Regions from separate parts of the Mus musculus genome. Here region 1 is linked to region 2. A link is a contact called in public HiChIP or PLAC-seq data. All regions are on one chromosome and are shown on one strand. The core of a region is the stretch at or near the end of the contact, and the rest is flanking DNA. Distances in the headings are between cores, read along the strand shown. Region 1 has its middle 65 kb from the start of Gm31497. Region 2 has its middle 41 kb from the start of Gm31408.

Region 1 (5,571 bases), core at 2,634-5,133, 240 kb before region 2:
ATTCCATCCTGAACATGTAATTACCATGGTTACACTCTACTTCTATCATAGCCTCAACTTCCTTAGCATCTACGTACACGTAAGAACATGTTGTGGTTGTCTTCTGTAGCTGTCCTCCCTTTCCCATGTAAGATGCTGACATTCCGGTCCATTTATTTTCTCTCAAGTGATAAGACTTCCTTCACTTTTGTGCCAAATAGTACTGTGGCCATGTACCAGTTTCTTTACCCACCTGCCAGTTGGATCCTTCGATTGACACCCATCTCTGCTATTGAGAGGAGTGCTGACATGAACATGAGCATGCAGTCGTCTCTTTCTCCAGCAGTGGAAAGCCTTTTGCTTCTGCTTTTTCTGGAAGCCCAGCCCTGCTCTTCCTCTGGCTTTCTCCTTCTCTTTTCACATAGTTCCCAGGCACTGTGATATACATTCAGGTACCAGCTTCAGAAGTTTCCTCAGGAATGTCGCAGTAGGTAAGTTGTTCTAAGCTATTCTGGAACAAATTACTGATCAACTCCCCCTGGCATTGGCTTGTCCCCGCTGCGTTTCTTGGTGACTCTTTTATTCCATGGTTTTCCATTTGCAGGCCTTGCTAAGTGAGTGCATTGCCCTTCTCTGGGATACACAGCAATGGCCACCGAGGGTTCAGATTTTAATGTGAGTGATGGTCATTGCTCAATTTTTGAAGTTTTCCGGAAGAAGAGAAAGAGCTTAGGCAAGTCTTTAAGAATCTGGAGCAGCTGACCATAGAGACTTTTCTCTGTAAGAGTGACTCTGCTCTGGCAAGCTTGGAGAGAGCCTATTTACACACATTTCTTTTTTCGACTTCCTGCTGTCCAGTTAGATTGTAAAGTGGGTGGAGTCTTTCAGTTTTATATAAGCCCATTAACCAGAGAAAGATCAAGGTTGTTTTCTGGATCTTGCATGTCTCAGGGGCTAAGCTGAGGACCAAGCACCCCTGCAGAGTCTTCCTCATAAGCATGGCTCCACTTTCCCAGATGAGGGCCTATGGAGGGCAAGCTGTTGGCTTCAATGAGGGTTTCTTACAGGGTCTCCCTGGCTCTCTCTTACCCTGTGCATTTTTTTTTCTGGTAGAAAACAAACTCCTGCTGTAGAACCCACTGTCGGCTCTCAGTAATGTTCATAATGTTCACTTAACGACGTGACTGTGCTCTGGGTCACTGTGTGTGCCAGATGGTGCCCATGCTATCTTTAAAGATTTGCTAAGATATACCCAACCACACAGAATTCAGTAATGCATTGACTCTCACAGCATGAGCTATCATCCCTCAAACTCATCTAAATAGGTTTATCAGAAGCATATCTTAAGTAGATCAGTTTGGACTTTTCTCTCCTGCCCATGTCTATGGCTAGGTCAAGACCAAACCCTCTGAAAATTGTCTGTAGGTCCTTCCTTACTCTCATCCCTCCATCTGTCTGAAAGGAACCAGAGAGGGGACAGAATCTGTTGGGGGCAGAGCTGAAATGCACTGTTTGCAGAAACTCTCCTTTTGGGGTTTCTGCACACTTTGTTGCCTGCACTGGCTAATACCTGGAGGATCTGGTGGCTTTGATCCCCTTCCGAGATCCCCACTGCTCTCTCCTTGGTTCTGCTTGATGCTTGCTGTGCCCCTCCCAGGCACAGAGGCATCCCTCTTTCTTGGATCAGGCAACTCTGTCTCTGAGACCCTGGATGTCAATGGGCTCTGTGCCCAAGAGACAGTCTCCTTTCTGTTCTCTCTTACACCGCAGCAGGGCAGGGAGAAACCACCTTCTCTTAAGAGTGCTCCTAACTAACCCTGCCTCTCTCCGGTCCAACCTGTTCACTCTTCCTCCACTCTTCTTAATGCATCTTTTGTGACTGCCGCTTCGTCCTGCCATTTTCCCAAGAAGGACACGGATTCTTTTTTTGTTCCTCTATTAGAGCATAAATCCCTCGAGGCTGTTTTTCAGTGGCTAGAGGCTGGCACTTCCTCTTTCTCTGCTGAGGTCTCCAAAGGTTTGCAGCTGCGCAGTTAGCAGGTCTGTGTTCTCCTGGCTTCCTGCTTAGTTAATGTTGTTGTTGTTGTTGTTATTGGATTTAAGGAATTTGCACTGCTTGCTTCCATGAAACCCGAAGCCCCTCATCACAAAGTACCTCCCCTGGACCCCGGCCATCCTCAGTGCAGCAGGTCTGTCCATGGGCTGTGGGTTGTGTACCTTTCTCAGAGACAAGAAGACAAAGAAAAGAGCTTCATTGTCTACTGAAATTCTCCCAGAACCCAAGAAAAAATGCTAGGTCATTTTCCCCTGGGGAAGCTATTCATAAAGAAGGGTGACAGAGACTCCACATTTGAAGGACCCAGGGAGCAAGGGCAAAGGCTATGGATTGTGCTACCTCCTTCTGGAAAAAGAGTGGGCCGGGCTTTGAAGATATCCCCAAAGTACTTTCCATCAAGAGTCCTGGGCAGTGTGTGGCCTGGGGAAAGGCAACGCCTACTGAGTATTTATCTAAAACCAAAATTAGAATCATTCTAGGACAAACTGATACTGGGTAGCAGGTGGAGAGTCATGAGGCTGCGTGGCCTGTGATACCAAGGACTGGAGTGGGAAGATGAATCCCAGAATGGGATAGCATGGCTAGAGGCAAAGGCAAAAGGGTCTGAGCCATCCCTGTGGGCTTGGCTTTAGGATGGAGCCAAGCTCCATAGTGCGGAATGAACAACAGCTAGGGGCATTCTTTCCATTTTGCAGTGGAAGGTGCTAGAGACGGCAGTGATCCGAAAGAGGTCTCAGTGCCCGGAGAACCAGAAGCAAAGCCATTCGTGGCTTTGGAGGGCCAGGAGCAGCTAGCCATAGACCATAGCCTCAATCCAGCAAGCATTTTAAACTTTTTTTTTTTTTTTTAGTTTAGTCCTGAAATAGCACTAAGTAGAGGCTAAGGGTGGACAATGAGAAAAAGAAAGACTGGCTCTACCCTCAAACCTATTCAAATATTAAAGGAATTTCCATTTCCCTGTGTGACGGCATTCTTTCTGGACAAGGAAGGTGATTCATGGCAGATACGCCCCAAAGCATGTCCTTAGCGTGCTAGGCTGGCTAAGAAAGGGTCAAGGTAGGCAGGCCCCTTGTGCCCCTGGAATGGTGATTAGCCCTAGAGCAAGAGGTGCTTGTCAAGTTCACCTGAATATGTCTCTAATCCCAGTTTGTTCTCAAATCCTGGGTGGAGGGTGATTTGGAGTGGGCAGAAAAAGCCTGGTAATGCCATTTTTAATCCGGGTGTGGACCACACCATGGTTCAGCACCAGTCTGGCTTTGTCTCCTTGCATTTATTTGGCTTTTGCCTCTCTGATGGGCAGTGGACAGCACGACCCTTCCTGCTCCATTTCCCACCCACCATTCACAGTCCGTCCAGGTGTGCTTTCACATTGGCCTCTACCTGGCTGCTTTGGACTGGCCCTCAGGTCAGCCAGGCCTGGGAGGAGCGGGACTGGGGGGGGGGGAGGTAGGGGTGGGGACACCCTGCTTTCTAAGGGGCTGTGTAAATCAGTGTGACAGGCTCCGTTCATGCCTGCCAGTCTGCCTGACTCCTTTCTTTCCCAAACCCTCTTCCCGTGTGTTTATTTTGGTTTCGGATTTATTAGACACACAGTTAAAGTGCCCGTTTAACTCTGCAAACTGTCATCATGTCTACCTCATGAATAAGATCATTCACGGACAAAACCCTTTAAACACTTTTTTTTTTTTTTTGAAAGAAGGTGGGGGAGGTACTGGGGAGAGGAAATAGTGCCCCAGGTCAGTGAGGAGGCCAAGAACAGCCGAAACCCAAGCAGAGGCCCCTCCTACAGCTCAAGAATGTAACAAGGGCCCTCAGAGGTGCCTGGATTTACCCTGTTCATCAAGACGTGTGTCATCTCTCCCTCACATGCTGGGGTCCAGAGTTCATTCCTTTGTCTCGCCTGCTAGAGAACACACAGTTTGAGACAGGCTGAGGGGTGGCTGTGCACCTGCTCAAAAATGCCTGCCAAGATCCTCAAGACGTGTCAGGGGTTGAATCCTCAACCCTTTGGGAGCAGAAACCAGCTCTCTTGATCCAAACTCCCAGTGTTCTTTGAGGCTTTTCCTCCTTCGAGTAGCCTTTCTTCCCCGGGCACCTGGATTCTCATTCATACAAATTGCTTGACTGAAAGAAACAACGTCCAGGTCTGCTGACTTTTTAATGCATCCCGACAGTGTGCCAGGGATTAGGTAGCTTGCACAGCTACCTCACATAGCTGGAACTCCACTCGTTCACTACACTTGCTGTTGGCACCTTGCTCATAGGGAGGCTGATCTTAGGACAAAGTTGAGCTAGGCTGATCCCAGGACAAAGCATAGAGGCTGCCAGGCCCTGTGAACCCTGGCCCTTCCTACAAACACAGCTGATATACATTCTTTGTAGATTGGGGTACAATTTGCCCCCCTCAAATGGCATGTCCAGGTTTCTTCTCATCTCTTCTGATGCATGTCCGGAGGCTTAAAAGTTTAAGGGGCACTGAAGTGGGTTGTCATTTTCAGGAACTTTGGAAGCAGGTGTTAATATTTGGATGAACATGGAGGAAGGAGTCATATCTGAGGCTCTGTAAGAGGCTTGCCTACTCTGAATGTTCAAGGATGTGGCCACTTACACCAGGTTGGGAAGAAATGTGTGAGGAAGATGTCGGACTTGGATGTTGTCCTGGGGACCACTAAAATACAAAGTCCCTTGTTACAGAGGCCATTCTTCTTCAGATGTCCTTGGAATGACCTCTGAAGTCCCAGAAGCCTTGGTGACCTGGTCCCACTCGCAACATCACCTTGTTCCTGTCCCTCAGTCACCCCAGGGCTCTTTCTCTGACCGTCCACTGCCTCTGTCCACTGTCTTTTTGGGTTTGATTTCAGCCACTGCTTTTGTTTCGTACACACTTGCTTTTCAGTTTGTGTTCAAGGCAAACACAGTACAGAGTATGAACCATTCACTCTACAGTGGCCAATGAAAGCAGCTGTCCCCAGTGCAAAAAGGAAGACTGCTCAGGGGCTCAGCAGCCTGAGATGTGTGGGAGTTGGCTGTTCGGGTTTCTAGGATGGCAAACACTGGCTTTTGTTATCGGGGCAGCTGTGTCTGTCTGCACCCTGGGACACTGCTATGTGGTCACCGGAACCAAAGGCTTCAGTGAGAAAGTGTTTCTTTAAAAAAAGGCTTCTTCACACAAAGGAAGCCGGGGAAACTGAACCTTCCAGAATCAGGTTAGTTTTAGGCTTAGTACCAAGCACCATGTGACACCATGTGATACCAGCCCAGGACTCCTAAGGCAGCCTGCTTCTTGTGCTATAAGGACTAAAATGTATAAAGTAGTCACAGAAATGGGGTAGTGAAGGATCGGTGAGCTGACTTCAGATGAGTTCTCCTTAAAAAAAATTTTAGTCGTCTTTATTAATGGATATTAGTGGTATAATCTGAGGATTTTATTATGACAGCTTCATATATGTGCACAGTGCAGGGAGAGAATATTTGTTCTCCATCGTCCTTCTCTGTCCCTTTCCCCTCTATCTCTGCCCCCCCATCTCTTCCTAAAC
Region 2 (5,020 bases), core at 357-2,856:
AGGCACAGAACAAAGGTCACCCGCGCTATTTCCCCCTCTTGTGGATGATTATTTCTTGGATCACTGTCTAAAGAACCTTGGCCTTCTGCAAAGGTCCTTTGGGAACACCCTGTGTAGGGTGGAAGGCTGGGATTTGCTGATCCTCAAGACTAGGATCAAAGAGACTGAGTCAAACCCTTGGTTACTACAGTTCTGAGATTAGCACAACCACTTGAAGGTAGGTTTCCCATGTACAGGGCATTCTTTGACATTTTGATACAACATAAAACCCAAGGGAGTAAGGTGTCTCCATTTCTATCATTTAATCATCTTACCCATTAAGGTCATGTTGACTGATTCAATAATGCTAGAAGCCACACTGTGGGCAGTTGTGTTCCACAAAGCCTTTTTAAATGTTGTATATGTGTAGGTGTTTTCCCTGCATGTGTGTGTGTGTGTGTGTGTGTGTGTGTGTGAGTATGTGCATACGCAAACACCACATGCAATCCTTTTGACCTACAGAAGCCAAAAGAGATCAGTAGATACCATGAATCAGGAGTTACAATGGTTGAAAGCCACCATATAGGTTCTGGGAATCAAACCATGGTCTTCTGCAAGAGCAGCCAGTGCTCTTAACTGTCAAGCCATCTCTCCAGACCTTCCCTAACTTTCTCCATCTGTTCCTGTCTTTTGTGATGGTGATATTTCCGAGCTGCATGGGAGACATTTTGTAGACAGTTCCTTGTGACTGATTCTGGCAATTCTTTGAGGAAAAGATGCCACAATGTGTTCTTATTGCATTCGCTTGGATGAATGTCATTACAGTTGACCTCATGTCAGCTGGTGTGAACTTGAATCACCTCATTAAGGTGTTTTTCCAAGTTCTCCACTAAAATGTTGCTCTTTTTCTCTAGCCAGGAACTAAGAAACTCCACCCTCATCTAGCCTTTGTCACTCCTGCCCCTTCTCACCATCCTTGACATTGTTTCTTGGGTGAGCTAACTACAATGGGTGCTGCCAACTGGTGACGCCCCAGTTTTGCCATTCCTTCCGAGTGCACTGGTTGGAGGGAGTCCTCTCTTTCTTCACTCATTCATTCATTTATGTTTATCTGTCTGACTCGTGGATTCTGTTTTATCCACTTGTACAGAATCCATTGCTAATGCTCGTCTTCATGACACATAAAGGCATACTTGGTCATTGGGAGTCCCCTCATGAGAGCTCCTTTGTCCTTCCTCCACGTTCAATCATTCCTTAAATACTTTCTGACTTTCCAGAGTAGCCAAATAGCTCAGATACTTTCTGGACTTTGTCAGACACAACCTGATCATTTCCTAAAGGAGTCTTGGCTCCCCTTAATGAAGAAAAGGATTTAGAAGCTCAGAAGTAAGCATTAAGCCTGCTTATCACTGTAGGGATAAAGCCCCCCCCCCCCCCCGTCCTCTCTGGGGTAAGAATACACACATACACACACACACACACACACACACTGTTTAAAATGAAAGTAGATTAATAGTTGCTGAAAGTACATAAGTTAAAATTTATCAAGTTTCATTCTAAGTATGCAAACCATATGCAAATCAGACCTCAATTAAGCTGTAAAGGAAGATAGCACCGTTCCTTATCTGACAAGAATAGAGAGGTCTGGAAGGATGAGACAGAGAAAAGCCACGTGATAAGACGTTAATGTGTGAGTTTTGCTGTGGTTTCTGTTAATGAAGGCCACCAGAAAATAAATGTTTGTCTCAACACTTGAGGGGGACACTCACCATGGAAGATCCACGGGACATGGCAATAAAGAACATTAGGAAAAAGGAGATTACATATGACTGGGGGTGGGGACTAAGGAAGTCAGTGCTCACTCGACATTGGACTGTGGGCTACAGAGTAAGATCTGATCTCTAAAACATTAGCGATAAAGGTTGACTATTCTATGACAGATTATGTAATTAATCTAATCTGTAGAGAGTACAAATGAACAAGGGCAAAGCTGTATTTGGAAAGAATAGGAACGTGGCCATTAGTTTTCCAGCCAAGTCAGGCAAGTGTTCACCATTTCTCATAAAGCATAGTAATTTGCTTTTGTTCCATGTTAGACAAAAGTAAGAAGTGGCTTGGCTTCGCCTCTGTTTACTGTGACCTCAGAGTAGTCTAAGGTTTGTATTTTGTGTAGTTGTGTGCATCCAGTAGGCTCAGCTGTAAATACCAAATCAGCTTTTGAATGTCAGTACTCTCCTCCTATCCTGTCTCTGCCTCTGTCTCTGTCTCTGTCTCTGTCTCTGTCTCTCCCTCTCTATCTTGCCCCTCGTCTGTCTCTCGTGTCTCTTTCTCTCTGCCTCTGTCTCTGTCTCTGCCTCTGTCAAAGTAAGGACCCTCCAAAGAGGACAGACATTTTTGATGTTCATTGCTTTGATTCTGTTAGTAAAATACATATGCCTGAATAAATAGTATGGGCCATTAAGGAAGAAAATGGCATCCTTTTTCACCCCTTGCACTCCACATCCCTGGATGGCTGTACTTAATCAATACATATAAATGCATAGGATATAGCCAGACTGTCTGCTCCCCTGGCATATAGGGCCTGTGAGCTCCCATGCTGTTGCTGTCTTCCCAGTCTTTGCAAAACATTTAGTACAGGCACACTTACCTGGGGCACCTTCAGTTATTCACACAGCAATGAGCATTCAGTTAGTGACAGGCATAGTATGTGGAAATGTATAAACATGGTCCAGATTAACTGACTAAAGGACAAACAATCAGTTTTATGATACAGGTTATAGCTTATTTATTTATCTTTGGGTTTTTTATTTTTATTGTATGTTTATGCTGTTTTGCCTGCATATACTTCTGGGCCCCCTATATGTGTCTGATACCCACAGATGACAAAAGAGGACATTCTTTGCTCTAATACTGAAGCTACAGACAGTTGTGAGCTACCAGGTGGATGCTAGGACTCAAACCCAGATTCTCTGGAAGAGAAGCCAGTACTCTCAACTGCTGAGCCATCTCTTCAGCACTTTATCTTTCTTATGTTCATTATTAGTGCATGTATGTTTGTGTGAAAGTGCATGTATGTGTGTGACCTCCATTTAATCCCTGATGATTGCCTACCTCCATCTTCAAAGTACTGAGATTGCAGGTAGAGACACCACACTAAACGTATATGGTGCTGGGAATCAAGCCCAGAGTCTCTCTATGTTAGGGCAAGCACTATACCAACTGAGCCACATCCCTGGCCTCTATAACTTAAAAATTTTAAAGTACACAGAATACACTGACCTGAGCTCAGAGACAACACAAAAGCTGAACTGGGACAGGCACCCCTCTTGGGGAGCCACACCGCACCTTTCCCGCTCCCCGTCTCTATCTCCAGAGGACCCAAAGCAAGACTGTAAGTGCAGAAGGAAGAGGTTTGAGAAAGGAAGTCAGATTCTTTGTGCTCGGCAGTCTCCTAGACTGCTATAGGCCCAGCCTAAGGTCAGAGGTGTTTAAATAGTTCAATGAACTTGAGTTACTATATAGTAATCCAAAACTGTAAGATTATAAAATTTAAGATTTATGAGGACCGGGAAAGTTTCTGCCAATGATATCAATAAGAGCAAAAAAGAAAGTCAAACAGGCAGTTGCAGGCCAGCCTGGGCTACAGAGCAAGACACAGTAGTCTTTAAAAATGGAGCGTCTCTGTGAGTGTGTTACATACCCATGACTAAGTCATTACATATACGCAGGAATGACACTGTGGGTTTTTTTTTAATTAATAGGCTTTTGTTTGAGCATTTTTAAGCTTATAGAAAATATATAGATTTCCTCTGTCCCTCACCACCCATAATTGTTTCTGTTATCAACATACTGCATTTTTGAGGCCCTGGTAAGCCAATGCAGATGTATCATGTTTGTATTAGGAGTCACTTTCTGTTTGCAGATTTCAGGTTTTGACAACATGCGTGCTACACACGCCGTACGAGGTCATGCAGGGTAGGGTCATTAAAAGTCCTAACAAGCCATGTGCTCTACACACTCAACCCTCCCCACCCCCCACCTAGTACTAGAAATGACTGACATTTCTGGTCTCCACACATGTTGATTCCCCAGAATGTTGGACAGTTGGAAATCACACATTATGTAGGCTCTCCAGACTGGCTTTTCTTACAATATATGTTTCAGCTTCTGTGCATCTTTTTTGCAGCTTGAGATTCATTTCTTTTTACCAGTGAATAATATCTCATTGGATGGATGAGCTATAGTTTATCCATTCGCCTCTTGCAAGTCATTTTAGTTGCTCCCAGTAGGGCAATAGGAGATAAACCTGTTCTGAAGATTCACTTACGTTTGGGGGGAAACATACGTGTTCAAGTCCTTAGGATGAATACCGAGGCACGTGAATGCTGGAGAATGTGATTGCGAGGATTCTGGCAGGAGTGTGTTTGGCTTTGCATGAAACTGCCTTCCAAAGTTACCAAACCATTCAGCACTCCTGCCAGCACTGAGTGAGAGAGAGCCTCTGGTAGTCTGTATTCTTGCCATTGCTGGAACTGGGTTTTAGCCATTCTCATCAATGGGCAGTGGCATCTCCTTGGTTGTTTTACTTATGTGTATTGTAAAACAATTCTTCAGAAAAGGGTAAAGTTTGCTTTATTTGTGAATTTTCAGGATGTAAATAGTCTCATCGTGGAGATAGAAACAATATAGCCATTATGAAAAACTGTGGAGTTTCCAGAGAGAACAAGCAATAGAACTGCCATACGATCCAGTGTCTAGTTTGCTTTCTGGTGCTGTGATAAAACACTGACCAAAAGCATCGTGGGCAGGAAAGAGTTCGTTGTAGCTTACAGATCACAGTCTATAGTACAGAGAAGCCAGGTCAAGCGCTCAAGCAGGAACCTAGAGGCGGGAACTGTAACAGAGGCCATGGAGAAAGGTTTGCCCCCCATTGCCTGCTCAACCAGCTTTCTTATAACTTCCAGGACCATTATCTGGAGGTGACACTGCCCCATGTAAGCTGGGTCCTCCCACATCAATCATTAATCAAGAAAACGTCCCA

What was found. HiChIP or PLAC-seq counts read pairs in DNA pulled down with a chosen protein or histone mark.
Region 1: a contact with region 2 is called in an H3K4me3 HiChIP or PLAC-seq map of intestinal villus epithelium, with 9 read pairs. The contact joins two enhancer-like sites. A contact is called at or near these places in 7 of 115 datasets of contacts at active chromatin or transcription factors (acute myeloid leukemia, embryonic stem cells, epiblast stem cells and 3 more) and 1 of 9 other capture datasets (embryonic stem cells).

The regions. Positions count from the first base shown.
Region 1 is chr9:31,837,718-31,843,288 of GRCm38.p6, reverse strand. No RefSeq gene overlaps it. Among named protein-coding and RNA genes, the nearest start is that of Gm31497, 65 kb to the left of the region's middle. Within about 2 kb of position 3,883, at least 30 of the 459 cell types and tissues checked have an H3K27ac peak or open chromatin away from gene starts, as enhancers often do. A contact at or near this core is called in intestinal villus epithelium, where this site is marked.
Region 2 is chr9:31,597,882-31,602,901 of GRCm38.p6, reverse strand. No RefSeq gene overlaps it. Among named protein-coding and RNA genes, the nearest start is that of Gm31408, 41 kb to the right of the region's middle. Within about 2 kb of position 1,606, at least 5 of the 459 cell types and tissues checked have an H3K27ac peak or open chromatin away from gene starts, as enhancers often do. A contact at or near this core is called in intestinal villus epithelium, where this site is marked.